2 separate regions of the Mus musculus genome follow, and region 1 is linked to region 2. The links are chromatin contacts, called in public HiChIP or PLAC-seq maps. All regions are on one chromosome and are shown on one strand. Each heading gives the region's core, a stretch centred on a gene start, on an enhancer-like site or on the middle of the called end of the contact. The rest is flanking DNA. Distances are from core to core; before and after follow the strand shown. Region 1 holds the start of Hcar2 (hydroxycarboxylic acid receptor 2). Region 2 overlaps Mlxip (MLX interacting protein).

Evidence for each region. HiChIP or PLAC-seq counts read pairs in DNA pulled down with a chosen protein or histone mark.
Region 1: a contact with region 2 is called in an H3K4me3 HiChIP or PLAC-seq map of bone marrow-derived macrophages, with 5 times the contacts expected there. The contact joins the promoter of Hcar2 here to the enhancer-like site in region 2. A contact is called at or near these places in 3 of 39 promoter capture datasets (embryonic stem cells, liver and stem cell-derived epiblast-like cells) and 3 of 115 datasets of contacts at active chromatin or transcription factors (bone marrow-derived macrophages, large pre-B cells and microglia).

The regions. Positions count from the first base shown.
Region 1 is chr5:123,864,105-123,866,804 of GRCm38.p6, forward strand. Hcar2 (hydroxycarboxylic acid receptor 2) reads right to left here and starts at 1,412. Exons shown (of 1, transcript NM_030701.3): 1 at 1-1,412. The coding sequence starts at 1,334. The coding sequence ends at 252.
Region 2 is chr5:123,435,026-123,437,725 of GRCm38.p6, forward strand. The region is part of intron 1 of Mlxip (MLX interacting protein); the gene reads left to right. Among named protein-coding and RNA genes, the nearest start is that of Mlxip, 42 kb to the left of the region's middle. Within about 2 kb of position 1,251, at least 90 of the 459 cell types and tissues checked have an H3K27ac peak or open chromatin away from gene starts, as enhancers often do. A contact at or near this core is called in bone marrow-derived macrophages, liver and microglia, where this site is marked.

The DNA.
Region 1 (2,700 bases), core at 162-2,661, 430 kb after region 2:
CTTGGAAGGCTGAGAAGTTTCCACTGTCTGGAAACTCTGCTTTCTGTTCCTCTGAGATTTTCTATGGCTGCACCTCGCAACCAAAACTGCTCACTGCACCACGCCGTTTCTCTAAATTCGATTCTCCGAATCTAGAAGTTCCAAGAAAGCGTAAGCCAAATCTGAAGATGTTACCCTGTTCAACGAACGGCCAAATCGCCTCTCCAGAGAGCACAGGCCTGAGCGGCAATCTCCCTTCTTGTCATAGTAACTTAACGAGATGTGGAAGCCAGATAAGGGGGGCTGCCTGGCTCACTGGGGTCAGCCATTAGCGCCCCTGGAATACTTCTGGTTGTGCTGGGGTCCCCCGTGAGCTCCACACTAGTGCTTCGGTTATTATCGGGTTCACCCAATGTTTTCTTTCGAAGGCAGCGGTTGATACACGTGGAGAAGAAGTTGGGGAAAGATGGGCTGGAGAAATAGTAGACCACAGGGTCCAGCATGCTGTTCATGTAGGTAAAGCTAAGGGTGGTAAAGAAAGCCAGGTCCACCGAGGAGTAGATGTCACAGTTGCGTACGTTATATTTGTAGAGAAGCCAGAAGATGCGGATGCGCACAGCCACACTGGGTAGGAAGCAAATGATGAATACAATAGCCACCACCATGATGAAGTTGATGGCCCTCTTGATCTTGGCATGTCTGTCCATCTGTCTCTGCCTCAGGCTCCAGATGATCCTGCCTGAGCAGAACAAGATGATGGCCAGGGGCAAGAAGAATTCCAAGAGGAACATAGCATCGTGCCACCTGAAGTTGTAACAGATGCTGAAGCTGCTACACAGATATGCCTCGCCATTTTTGGTCATCATGTTTGTATAGAGGAGGTGGACAGTCAGGCCGATGGTGAGACCCCACAAGAAGCAAGAAATGATGGCCGCCGTCCGGTTGGAGATCTTGTTCAAGAAGTGGTGTGGATGGACCACCCGGAAGTAGCGGTCCACAGCCACCACGGTGAGGAAGATGATGCTGCCCTGTCGGTTCATAGCCAACATGAAGAGCATCACACGGCAGGGGATGCCTCCGAACCTCCAGTCCCAGTTATGGACATAGTTGTCCGTCAGGAACGGCAGGCAGATGATCAGGAGAAAGTCAGCCACGGCCAAGTTGAACAAGAAAATCCGGCTGGATTTCCAGGACTTGAGGTGGAAACAGAAAATCCACAAGGCAAGGCCATTGCCCAGGAGTCCGAACACAAATTCCAGCCCCAACACCGGTGGCAAGACCTTGGCGATGTTTTCATCTCGGAACACACAGCAGTTCTTGCCGTTTATCACTAGAAAATGGTCTGACTTGCTCATGAGTGGATCTGGCCAGTCCAGCTTCAGAGTGCCTCACCTAGCGAAGGCTCAAGGCGAGTGTGTGTCTGTGTGGTGAACGTGTGGTTCAGCCCTCGGCTTTATGTCATGTCAGGGTGTTGAAAGAGATGACTGAATGGTTACCAGGAAACTACGAAATCATTTAAAAAAAAAAAAGGCTAGCAAGGCTCTTATGCAACTTACTGTTTGCATAAACAAGTAATAAAAAAAAAGTCCCCTGGGCAGACGGGAACCCACAAATTTTTCTAAACGTAAAGGATAAGTTTAGGCAAGCCGACTGTCAGAGGTGGACGAGTCAGATCTGAGGGCATTCCTTCTGAAGGCTGCAGGCATGCATGCTGGCTAGGTGATTGGCCTCGGAGAATCCATTCACTGCAATTTGCTTAGCTGACAATAATTAATAAATTAACAAGGGCAGTAACCATGCACTGTGCTAAAAGAACAGTCAGGCTTTCCAGGAGCAGTAAGAGTTCGTGTGAAATTCTACTATGCATTGGTAATGTGGATACGGTTTCCTCTGTCTGTCTGTCTGTCTGTCTCTGTCTCCCCCACCTCCTTGTTTTCTTTCTAGGATTTATTTTTATTTTTGCATGCCTGTCTATGTGGCTATGTACATACAACAACAGCCCCAGAGGCTATTGGATGCCCTGGAGCTAGAGTTATAAGACAGTTGTCATCCACCCCAATGTGGGGATAGGGAGCTTAATGCAGGTCCTCTGCAGGAGCAGCGGGTGCTCCTAACCCCCAACTCAGTTCTCTAGCGCCGTGCTCTTTTTCCTTTTTTCCTTCCTCTCAGATAGATGTCTCCTCTTGTTACGTCTCCCAAGCTGGCTTCTCCATCTTCCTGCTTCTTCTTCCCGAGTGCTGGGATTGCAGACACAGCGCCTGGATGTGTGGTATTCGTAGAAATGGCTCTGATTTCAAGCCTCAAGAGGGTGCAGAAAGATAACATTTCCTTTCTCTCTCTTTTTTTTAAAGTGTGATTAAGTGTCATCTTACAGAGTATCTACCATTGACTATCTACTTTGAGTTTGAAATTAGAAATTGGAAATTTGCCAGGTGGTAGTGGTGCATACCTTTAATCCCAGTACTCGGCAGGCGAAAGCAGGTAGATCTCTGAATTTACCTGCTCTACAGATCGAGTTCCAAGACAGCCAGGGCTAGACAGAGAAACTGTCTCAAAAAAAAAAAAAAAAAAAAAAAAAAAGAGGAAATGTGTCCCTTTAGCTGCCTACCCAAATCCTCAATGGCATTTGACGGACCTTGTAGTCTAGACTCAGGGTGACCTGATCTTGGATCCTATAGGATCAGGATACTTCATGGAGACTGTGACAATGAAGATGACAAC
Region 2 (2,700 bases), core at 1-2,500:
CAAAACCTACTTTACAGAAATTTAAAAATTCTAAATATCAAAAAGTACAGCTGAAGAAACAGGTATAAATTTGGCAGCCAGTAATTCTGACAGGGAAGTTGCAGCTTGCATGACTTTAAATATGTGAATTTGAAAATATTGAGTTTATAGAGTAGTAACCATTGTGCTTTGTGTTGATCTGAAAAATATAACACTGGCTGTTGAAGAAGCATGTTCAAAAATATTAATTCACTTCAAAATGTTATACAAATCATGGTGGTTTCTGTGCACCCCTAACGCCTCGGTCATTTTAGCTCAGGTACATTACTGAAGTCCTCTACTAATTCTTCCAGTACAGTGATGTTTCACACCAGTACCATGCGGCATATAGGATTATTCAGAAAGACAGATGTGATGTTGACAGTGTTCAGAAAAGCAACCGAATGTTATGGGACCTGTGGGCTCTTGAGATGGTTTCATGTCAGGCTCCGAAGCACTCATTCTACAGACAGCAAGCTAATGCTTGAGCACAACTCCCAAGATAAAGCACACTTTCCATAAATAAATGAAGTCTTGTTGTCTCAGGCACCTTAGAAGTATACAAAAGAATTTAGTTTGCACAGATCTCTTGGAATGTGTTTAACCTGGTATTTCAACAGACTGAAAGATTCCCAGGGTCTCACAGGGGCCAGATTTTTGTCTCAACTACTCAGAAGAGAAGATGTCTTCTGAAAGAAGTGAACTCAGTCATTACCAATAAAAAAGTATTGGCTGCAGTTGTTTGTTTTTCCATGTCCACTCTCAAGTAGACAAGCAGGGTGAGCGTGAGCAGCTTGCTCCCCAACGGAGCGTGAGCAGCTTGCTCCCCAACGGAGAGGAGAGGAGAGCAGAGCAGGACCTGACCGTCCGTGCCTGCTTCCCTTTGCGTTGGGGGTGCTTTACCAGTGGAGATTCAGGAGCATCACCAGGACAAGTGAAGAGGTGATGCGGTTGAATTGATCAGTGAGTGACCCAGAGCTGTAATCAGCAGCCTGTACTCTCTGTGTTGGCTTCCTTTTGGAGAGAATGAACAAGAGTCGGTGTCTAATTTACCCCAGCGAGCAGAATCCGTGATCCAGTCCTGCCCTCCTGTGTTCTTGATAGCCCAGTGCTTTCCTTCTGAGGCTTGCACTTTAATTTTCATTCCAAAGCAGTCTTTTGCCAGACCGCTGAAGAATTCATGGTTTGCTAACTCCATCCAACAAAATTGTAAGAGGGGCCTTTGTTGTCCTGTGAACTTCCTGTTTTGTGTCAGCAACCCTCCTTCTAGGAAGGGGGGGGGTAGGGGCAGAGTGTATGAAGACGTCTTCATGGAAACATTAAGCAATTGTTTTAATAACTGGGTTTAGAAGCACTGGACCAGCAGTCCTAAAATGAGTAAGAGCTAGACCATGGCTGTCTCATGGGGTGGAGGCTGGGCTAAGTACCTGGCAAATGTCCCTTGTGGTCATGGCCATGACACAGGAAGCACACGGTTCAGAAGTATGAGGTAGAAGAAACTTCCAGGTACAGGGCCAGTGGTCTCACAAGCTCTCTAGTATTTCTGGCTATAATTTAAAGAAGCCTTGTAGTTGGACTGTCTGAAAGATGTGTAGACCAGGGCGGAAAGCAGAAACCTGATCAGAGGCTTTTGGGTGCCCTGCTTTCTCATGGAGTGACTGCCTCTGCTGCTGCCTTATGGAGTCTTTTAAAGTAGCTTTTCCTAGTTTTGTGGGAAACTCGACTTGTGGTGTAAGAAGGGCTCCTATACACATAGCCCCTCTTCCCTCTGTGAGGTGCCAGAGAGCACATTAGGAAAGAAACAGACAGAAATTATAACACATCCACCACTGAGCTGCACTCCCCAGCCTTCATCACTTTGTAGCTTTTGCCATCGTATAACTATGAGCGATGGTGTAGGACTTGTCAGTCATCCATTCTGTGTACCAGACAGGGTTTTGGACTAGTTTCTTTATGTGTGTATAGCGCCACTTGCTGGCTGTAGAGATGTTGCAGAAATATGAGATGGTAGAGGCTTAGAAATGCATATTTTCCTGCTAAAATTTGACTTTGTTTGCCATAAGTATTGTGAATAAGAGAAACATCTCAGCAAGCGGTTGGGGAGAACCAAGGAATGCTTGCACTGTTTATATATAGGTCAATATCCTTTTCTGTACCTGCTACTCTCATCATGATACCTACCTGCAAGAGCTGTGTGTGTAGTCTGATGGGGAAGAGGTTGACAGCACACTGCCCCCTTTTTCATAGGTGCACAGCGGAGGTATGATTGGCCTAGGTTAGCCCACTGGTTAACTCTCACAGATCTTGAGAGGGCACTAACATCTGTTTCTTCCTGGAGCCATGGGTCCAACACAGCTCTTTGTAGTCACTCTTCTTTTGAAGTCATCTCTGAGATAGTACTCAGTCAGATTCTGGTACTAATGAGCACATGGCACAACCATGGACTCCTGGCTGTCACAAGAATGGAGTATCAGTTATAGAAAAAGTGTTTTTAGTTTAGACTTGCTCCTTAATTTCATTTGAATACTAGAACTGCACACTGGCCAGACCTGAAATTGCTAGAGGACCTTGCTCCCCATGGGAAGACCGACTGACTGTGTTGAAGACAGGCTCTGTCTGCAGCCTTCTCTGGACTAGCCCACTGGCTCTTACAGCTCTGATGAGCTCCACTTCTGTTACCTC